2 separate regions of the Sminthopsis crassicaudata genome follow, and region 2 is linked to region 1. Evidence: chromatin contacts called from public Hi-C data. All regions are on one chromosome and are shown on one strand. Each heading gives the region's core, a stretch centred on a gene start, on an enhancer-like site or on the middle of the called end of the contact. The rest is flanking DNA. Distances are from core to core; before and after follow the strand shown. Region 1 holds the start of DDIAS (DNA damage induced apoptosis suppressor). Region 2 holds the start of RAB30 (RAB30, member RAS oncogene family).

What was found. A called contact is a pair of places that touch in the nucleus more often than the background predicts.
Region 2: a Hi-C map of hippocampus shows a contact between it and region 1, with 3 times the contacts expected there. The contact joins the promoter of RAB30 here to the promoter of DDIAS in region 1. A contact is called at or near these places in 2 of 2 Hi-C or Micro-C datasets (fibroblasts and hippocampus).

What each region holds. Positions count from the first base shown.
Region 1 is chr3:552,807,871-552,811,595 of ASM4859323v1, reverse strand. It overlaps DDIAS (DNA damage induced apoptosis suppressor), which reads right to left and starts at 1,587. Exons shown (of 6, transcript XM_074304566.1): 1 at 1,116-1,587; 2 at 255-411.
Region 2 is chr3:552,968,405-552,972,129 of ASM4859323v1, reverse strand. RAB30 (RAB30, member RAS oncogene family) reads left to right here and starts at 1,960. Exons shown (of 5, transcript XM_074304570.1): 1 at 1,960-2,160.

The DNA.
Region 1 (3,725 bases), core at 338-2,837:
GCTATATCCAATCAGTTCCCAGGTAATGTCATTGCTGACATTATCTCTCCTGTTCATGCCATTCTTTTTGCTTCCATTGCAACCATCTGAGGTCATATTTTCTTGCCCAGATCATCAAAAAGTCTCTTAATTAGCACAACTGCCTGCAATGTATTCCGATTTCTAACCTATCCTTTATATGGAATACTTTTCCCAAGAGAAGGCAGCCTCAGTGTCAGGAAGAGCTGGGTTCAAGTCTCACTTCCGTCACATACCTTTTGATGGTTCTTGCAAGACTCTTTACATTGGACTGCAAATTCTTATCATGGGTTCTCTAACCCAGAAAATTCCAAGCCTGGACAAAAAATATTTCCAAAGTGCCTTCATCAAGTCACTCCTTTATTTCACAAATTTTTGGTGACTCTATGTTTCCTACAAAATAAATAATAAACTTATTCAAGATTAACAACAAAGGTACATCCTATCTCTTCAGCTTTGTAATTCCATACTCACATATTTATAGCTCCAGTCACACTAAACTTCTTTCTATTCTAATTATCATTCCACAACCATCTCCTATTGAAGTCCCTACTTTTTTCCAAAGCCCAATTTTGAGTTTCTCTTTCATGCAACTTTTCCTCATAATTCTTTAAAAATAATTTTTGATGGCTTTTATCATCACCACATTTCACCAGCATCTCTCCTCCCCTTCCCTCCCAGAAAGCCACTTTATGTAACAGTTTATTTTTAAAGACAAAAAGAGGAGAAAATCAGGATACACAGAAAAATACTGAAAATATGTGTAATATCTACTTGTGGATCTCTCAGCTCTGCAAGAGGATGGCTTGGGAGCCTTAAATCTCCTGAGACAGAAGGCACGCTTCCTTAACTTAGGGTGTGTGAATTTTTTTTTCTTGCTTTAAAACTCTGATAACTAATTCAACATGACTGATTTCCTCTGCGATGCTGCGGGTTTCATTTGACGCATTTAAAAAACATCCTTCTGAGAAAAGGCCCATCGGTATTATCTGACTATCCCAGAGGTCCATGGCATAAAAGGCTCTCAAACAGCGAAGTGAGGGGGTGGTTAATGCAAATATCTCCTCCCTCCCCCTCTACCAGAGAGAATAACTCACCTAGGGCCTACGGCTCGCTCAGCAAACGGGCGTTTTGTAATTTTCCTTTACGGTGGAAGCAGGTTTCCCGGAGACGTACGGTAGAGTGCAAACTGTGCTGTCTAAGGAAGTCAAATCCTAGCGCTTAGAAGGGCGACCTTGGGCAACCCGTCTCTCTCGGGTCTCACGTTTCCCAGGTGTAAAATAAGGAGCCGGAGCTAGACCGCCCCTGCGGTTCCCTCCAGCGTCTCGTCTTATCCGGGGAAACTGAGAGACGAACGCCCACAAGGCCTCCCCTTCCTAAGACTGAGGGGAACAAGCTGCCCGGGGGACCTCTGCTATCCGGTCCTTCCAGTCCAGACCGTCAAGTGCGACAGGCCTGGGAGCCCCAGGGCGAAAGCCAACCGCGTCCCCCTCCGAACCCAAACAAATTCGCTCACTTCGAAATCCGTTGCTTTACTTCCTCGGTTTCTACCAATAGAATCTCCCGCCAGTCGTTTCTCGGAAGTGACGGAAAATGCTTTGGTCCCCACGGAACCAATCACAGCTAAGAGCAGCAAAAAAGATGAGGACTGTTTTGGAGAATGAACCATTTCTTCGAGGGGTGAGAGAATTTCCGCTCCACTCCCCCCGGGGGAGCAGTGGTAGAATCCGGCTCAGTTTTGGCGATGCCGGGCTCTGAATCAGTGCAAGTTTGGGGGACTTTTTGGGTAGTGGGTATTGCAGAGGGAGAGCGTAGAAGGGAAGGCTTAGGGGAAAGGGAAAGGAAAAGAGGGATAAAGTGAGGTACGAGGTGGAAGAGGCTGCCTGGAGAGAAATGGGAGAAGGGAAAGAAAGAGTGGAGACTATGGGATAGAGAGAAGAATGTTTTATGAATGAATGAATGAACATTTATTAAGCGCTTATTGTTTTTTAGGAGACTATGGGATAGAGAGAAGAATGTTATATGAATGAAAATTTATTAAACTCTTATTGTTTTTTAGGAGACTAAGATAGAGAGAAGAATGTTTTATGAATGAATGAATGAACATTTATTAATCTCTTATTGTTTTCTAAGGGCTCAGGGAAATACAAAAACTGACTGCTCTTGCAGCCCTCATATTCTGATGGGGAAGACAACATACAAGTATATTTCAGCTCTAAGTGAGACAGAAAATTGCAGCAACAAAGCAGACACCTTTTTAAAAATTTCATTATGACTGATGATAGCATTTATATGCTGTATCATTTGATTTTATATATCCTAACAGCTGGTTTATAAAGTGTTTTACATGTTATATCATCTGATCTTTGACAATCTTATGAGGTGGATGCTAGGATCCCAATTTTACAAATGAGGAAAAGGAGTGAATGACTTGTACAGGATCACACAGCTAATGTGTGTCTGATGTAACATTGAGCTCAAAGAATGATTCCTAGACTGTGAACTTTGGGAACTTGATGGTGCCCCTGAGAGAAATAAGGAACTTAAGAGCAGGAAATGTACGGGTTATGTGTCTTTTTGGGAAAAGTTCCAAATTGCTTTCTAAATTAGCGACTGTGCATTTATGTGGTTATTTCCCCACAGCTATCCATCACTTATCTTTTTCCTGTTTTGTCATCTTTTAAAAAATTATGGGTATGAGAGTGAGTTTCAGCGTTGCTTTACAATATTTCTGTTATTACTGTAATTTGAACTTTTTTTTTTTTTTGGTATGGCTGTTGATAACTTAAGATTTTTTTTCTTTTAGAACTGTCCATATCCTTCTACCATTTTTTCTATTAATTCTTATACATATAAATCTTTCTATTATTCTTATACATATGAACCAGTTCTTTATAGATCTTGGAAATCTTGGAAATAAGTGTCTCAAGTAAATATTATAAAGATACATTCTCTGAGAAAAATCAGTTTTAAATACTCATAACTGTTAACAAGGAGTTCAGATTGGCTACCTCCAAAAAGCCAGTTACCTCAGTGAGAAGGGAGAGAGGGGGATCTCTATTGATACATATGAATGAAGGAATCATAGTAGTCAAGTGGAATGTTATAACTGAATATACTAAGAAAACAGGTTGGCCTTCAGGTGAGGCTTTCTTTGTTACCTGCACGATATCACCTCTCTTTCACATCTGGCAATCAAGAAATATTACTTTTTTGATATTTTACTAATCTTTGCTAGAGGATCAAAACTACCAGAGTTGCTGCTTCCTTGAAAAAAGATAAAATCTCCCCCAATTTCACAGAAATTAAAACAAATTGATTACCTGGAAATATTTCAAGGACTACATGTTTGAGAAATAACAACTTTTCCTTTAATTATGTCTTTAAACTAAGAGGGAAAACTAAGCTGAGTTCAACTCAAAACTTTAGTATGTTGGCTTTATGCATATAGACTCAATTATAAAATTAACAGCATAAAATCAGCCACATTGAAGAATAGATGCAGCAGCAATCTATGCAGTAGAAGCGCAAGGTAATATTAATTTTGTTTGTTTTTGGAAACTTGCTGCCAACATTTTCCTAGTTATTTTTCATTTCTAACATTAATTGTATTTATTTTGTTTGTACAAAAGTTTATAAATTACAAAAAGTAATTGTAAAAGTTAAAACAGTCCATTTTATGTTCCTATGATTTTCTCTATCCCTTC
Region 2 (3,725 bases), core at 711-3,210, 160 kb before region 1:
GAAGTGAAGATTTCTTCTGTAAAGAAATAAATCTTTTCTGTTCAAGGAAAGGTTCCAGGTAATTCAAGCCCATAAGGAAATGAGCCATACCGAGAGACATGCATAAATTTTTTTTAAAGTACTTACATTATTTTGAAATAAAGTTCAACAGTTTTAGAAGCAAAAACAAAACAAAATGTATTTTTTTCCTCGTACTTACCATTTTTTACTTACTAGTATCACTTTAGAAAAAAAATGTTTCCAGATGTGTAGTACAAAGTTATTCCCATTTAAAGCCTTTTTTTTTTTTAAATCACATATACAAATGATGCCAAGAGATCATCAAGGCTTGAGACCAAAGAAAAGCCCATTCGTTGTGTTGTTCCCCAAATTTCGACATTTTAAAAAGGCAACCTGTTTTATCACTGCATACATCTGAAAGAAAGAGCTTTTAGTTAGTTTCCAAATGTTTTCTTCTAGCTTTTCACTTTTAATCTCACTTTATCTCATTTCCCAAAAATAACCTCAATTATACGTTTTATTTATTCAGCTATTCCCAAGATCTAAAGTATGCCCTTTTATTGATTCAAAAATGCTTTTGTCTTTTTAGAATAGGAGTATAAAGGAGAGAAAGATTAGATGGGTCTTCGTTCAGAAACCCTTAAGATGAAAAGAAATTTCATTCCATTTCCATTGTGCTGACAAACTCTGAAAAAGAACAAAAACAGTGATTTTAATAATGTAACTGAAAAAGATAATTCAGCATAGTTCACTTTAGTTTCTACTATTATCTTTTAGCAAAATCGGCCCTCCAACAGTCACCAGAATTTGGGAGTCCTAAATTTAACCTGGAACAGTTTTCAAAGGTGGAGAATTAAATATTACATCACTAGTCTGCCTACGCCCTCCCTCCCTCTCAGATTTACTTTCCCGTTGTAATAACAGGTATTATGGATGAAAAATCTCCACCGAATCAGCTACCCTCCTACGTCATTACTAAAGGAATAAATCAAATCAGCCTCCATTTGCTGATAGGCAAGAGCCCGAGGGTATCTCAATTACACACCTCAATCTTCCCCTCCCCCACCCCACCCGAATGCAGGGCTTTCGCTATCTAGCTGGCCGCCGATCAAACCTGATCCCGTGGTACAAAGGCTATCGTAGTCTCTTAGTCTTCTTTGTTTTCTTTTCTCTCCTTTGAAGGAGGGGAGAAATGGAGGAATCCCAGATAAGATTAAAAAATTCGTGGAAAGGCCCAGAAACCTCCCAAGGGGGAGGGAGGAGCAGGAGCCGGGGAGATAAACATCTCACTAAGAACCTGGGCAGAGCGGAGGCCGCAAGCGCGGCATGCCAGGGCGGAGGCGGCCTCGAGACGGAAAGGGGACGGAGTCGCCCCCGCTTCTCCCTGGCTGACGGAGGGGGCCTCCGGATCCATCCCCGTCCCGAACCCGGGAATCAACAAGGCCTGGAATCAGGCCGCTCCAGCCTCTCGTAGGGAAACGAGGCCTACCCTAATCCTTGGATCCCCGGGCCCAAGTGAGAAGATCATCCCGCCGAGTTCCGGACCGGGCCCGATCACTATCCGCCCCAAGTTTGGGGCCTGAGGAACTTGGCCTCAGTGGCGGGAAGCCCTAGGCAAGCCGCCCAGTTCTCCCCTTAAGCCCACGGTCTCTTCCCCCGACCCACGGCGTACCCTCGCTCGCTCACTGGGCCCCGTCATCCTCCCGGCTCCGCAGCTGCCTCCGTGTGTGTGCGGATCTAACATGGCCGCCAAGGCCACCCGCTCCCTCAGTCAGCCCAGGGTGCGCCCGGCTGCTATGCATGCCGGATATGGTAGTTCCAGCAGCTGACCCAGCGCTCTCTTGAGCTAGGACTGTGGAACTACTTTTCCCACAATGCCTTGGTCTGGAGCATGGCTATTGGGGCCTTTTGGCCAGAGGGATGATGTCATTGAAAAAAACCCCACTGCATTCATTGTGCTAAGGTCTATCCCCCTTCTGCTTGCTGCTCCTCCTGCTATTGCTGCTTGCTCTTGCTGAGCTTAGAGCCCTGGCGGGGACTGACTCCAACTCTAGGACATAGGAGCTGGGGCATCGCAGCACCATCCCATGTGTGGGTGATTGCTTCACTCACACATTGTTTCTGTTTATGCCTGGGGTGGGGGGACAAATCCCAAACCAGGTGAGTTGCAATGATTTATTGAAATGGTTCCTACCAACTTGTGCCTTCTTCTGATCTCTTTCTTTGGGGAGAGGTGGAGTGACGGGGTTGGGGAGTCACTGATGAGAAACATAAAAATGCACTAGCGATGTGGCCATTGCGAAGAGCAACTCCAGTAACCTTCCTGGAGAAGACGGGTGCTGCGCACTCCCAAGGGGACCCCACTTCTCATCCCTCTTTGGGCATGGGGGAGGGGCGTTGGGGAGGATGGAGAGAACTGCTTTTGGGAAATGAGACTGAGCCAGAGTTAGCTGCGTCTGCACCGTCCTCCTCAGGCAACCCTGGCCCCTGCATGCACAGTTCTCTGAGTGGGAAGGATGCGCGGCGAGAAATGAAGAGGATGCATTTCTGTGACTGCGACTTTAGCACGCTTTGATGTCGAGGTTGGAAGCGGCCAACTCATTGTCGGAGATGAGATTGTCTCTGGGTGGGTGAAGTTTTGTGCGGCTTCTAGGGCTGCGTGCGGAGCCGCTCTGCTCCCCTCTGCTCCCTGGAGGTGACAGTGTCCTTAGAGGCGAGCGCTGTGCCAGGCAGAAGTAGTTCACGTGTCGGTGGCACTGGCCCTTCCGAAGGGAGAAGCAGCATTTTTGTTCAGGATGTTCCGTTCTCCCTGACTGAGATGTGGTGCGCCTGTGTGTGTGTGTGTGTGTGTGTGTGTGTCTGTGTGTGAGAATCTACGTTGGAACAGTTTCACGCCGCTGCCAGGTGAGAACCAGCAGTTCCCGGTCGCAGTGACCAGTAGGCACAAGTAACGGATCTGGCGTGCAGATGGATGAGGGAAGCCCTGGCTGCGCTTTGCATGGTGGGGATCGGAATAGCTGCAAATGCTATTAACCTTAATTTGCCGTTACTTACTGGTGTGGAGGGACAGGGATGAGGCAGCGAGCGCAGTTTTAGGTAAACGGACGAATAAGCCGGGTTTCACTCCCCCCTCCCCCCCTGACCCATTTAACCCGGCAAAAGATCATTTAAGTTTTGTGATACTGGCTCTTGTAGGAATCATTATGGGTACTAGCCTAATAAATATATTTCTTTAAATAAACAACTGGCTTGTTCCAGAGCAGAAGTGGACGATTTTTCGTAAGTCGTAAACCCTAGGGATGACTTGAGTTGGCCACCACACCCCTTTTTGGAATGTCAAGAGGACAAGACATTTCTACATTTTAGACTAGCATTAACTCTTAAAAATTCCCCGAAATTTCACAGTGGGATCGATGGGGGGGGGGGGGGGGAGAGTTGGTTTTCATTTTCTCAAAACCACATTGGATTCATTTCACAAAATACCTTCAGGGCTGAAAGGGTTTGTTATATAATATTTATGACTGATGCAACAAATGGAAAATCTATTCAGATTTATAAAGACGGGGTGTGTGTGTGTGTGTGTGTGTGTGTGTGTGTGTGTGTGTAGGGGTTGTGGGCAGGAGTGAGTATCTTTTTAAATTTGGGAAAGTTTTACTATTTCTAGAATGGCGTTGCCTTTTCACCCCCTTTATTTCTCTTGTCTGTTTCTCTGGATTTCTCTCTCA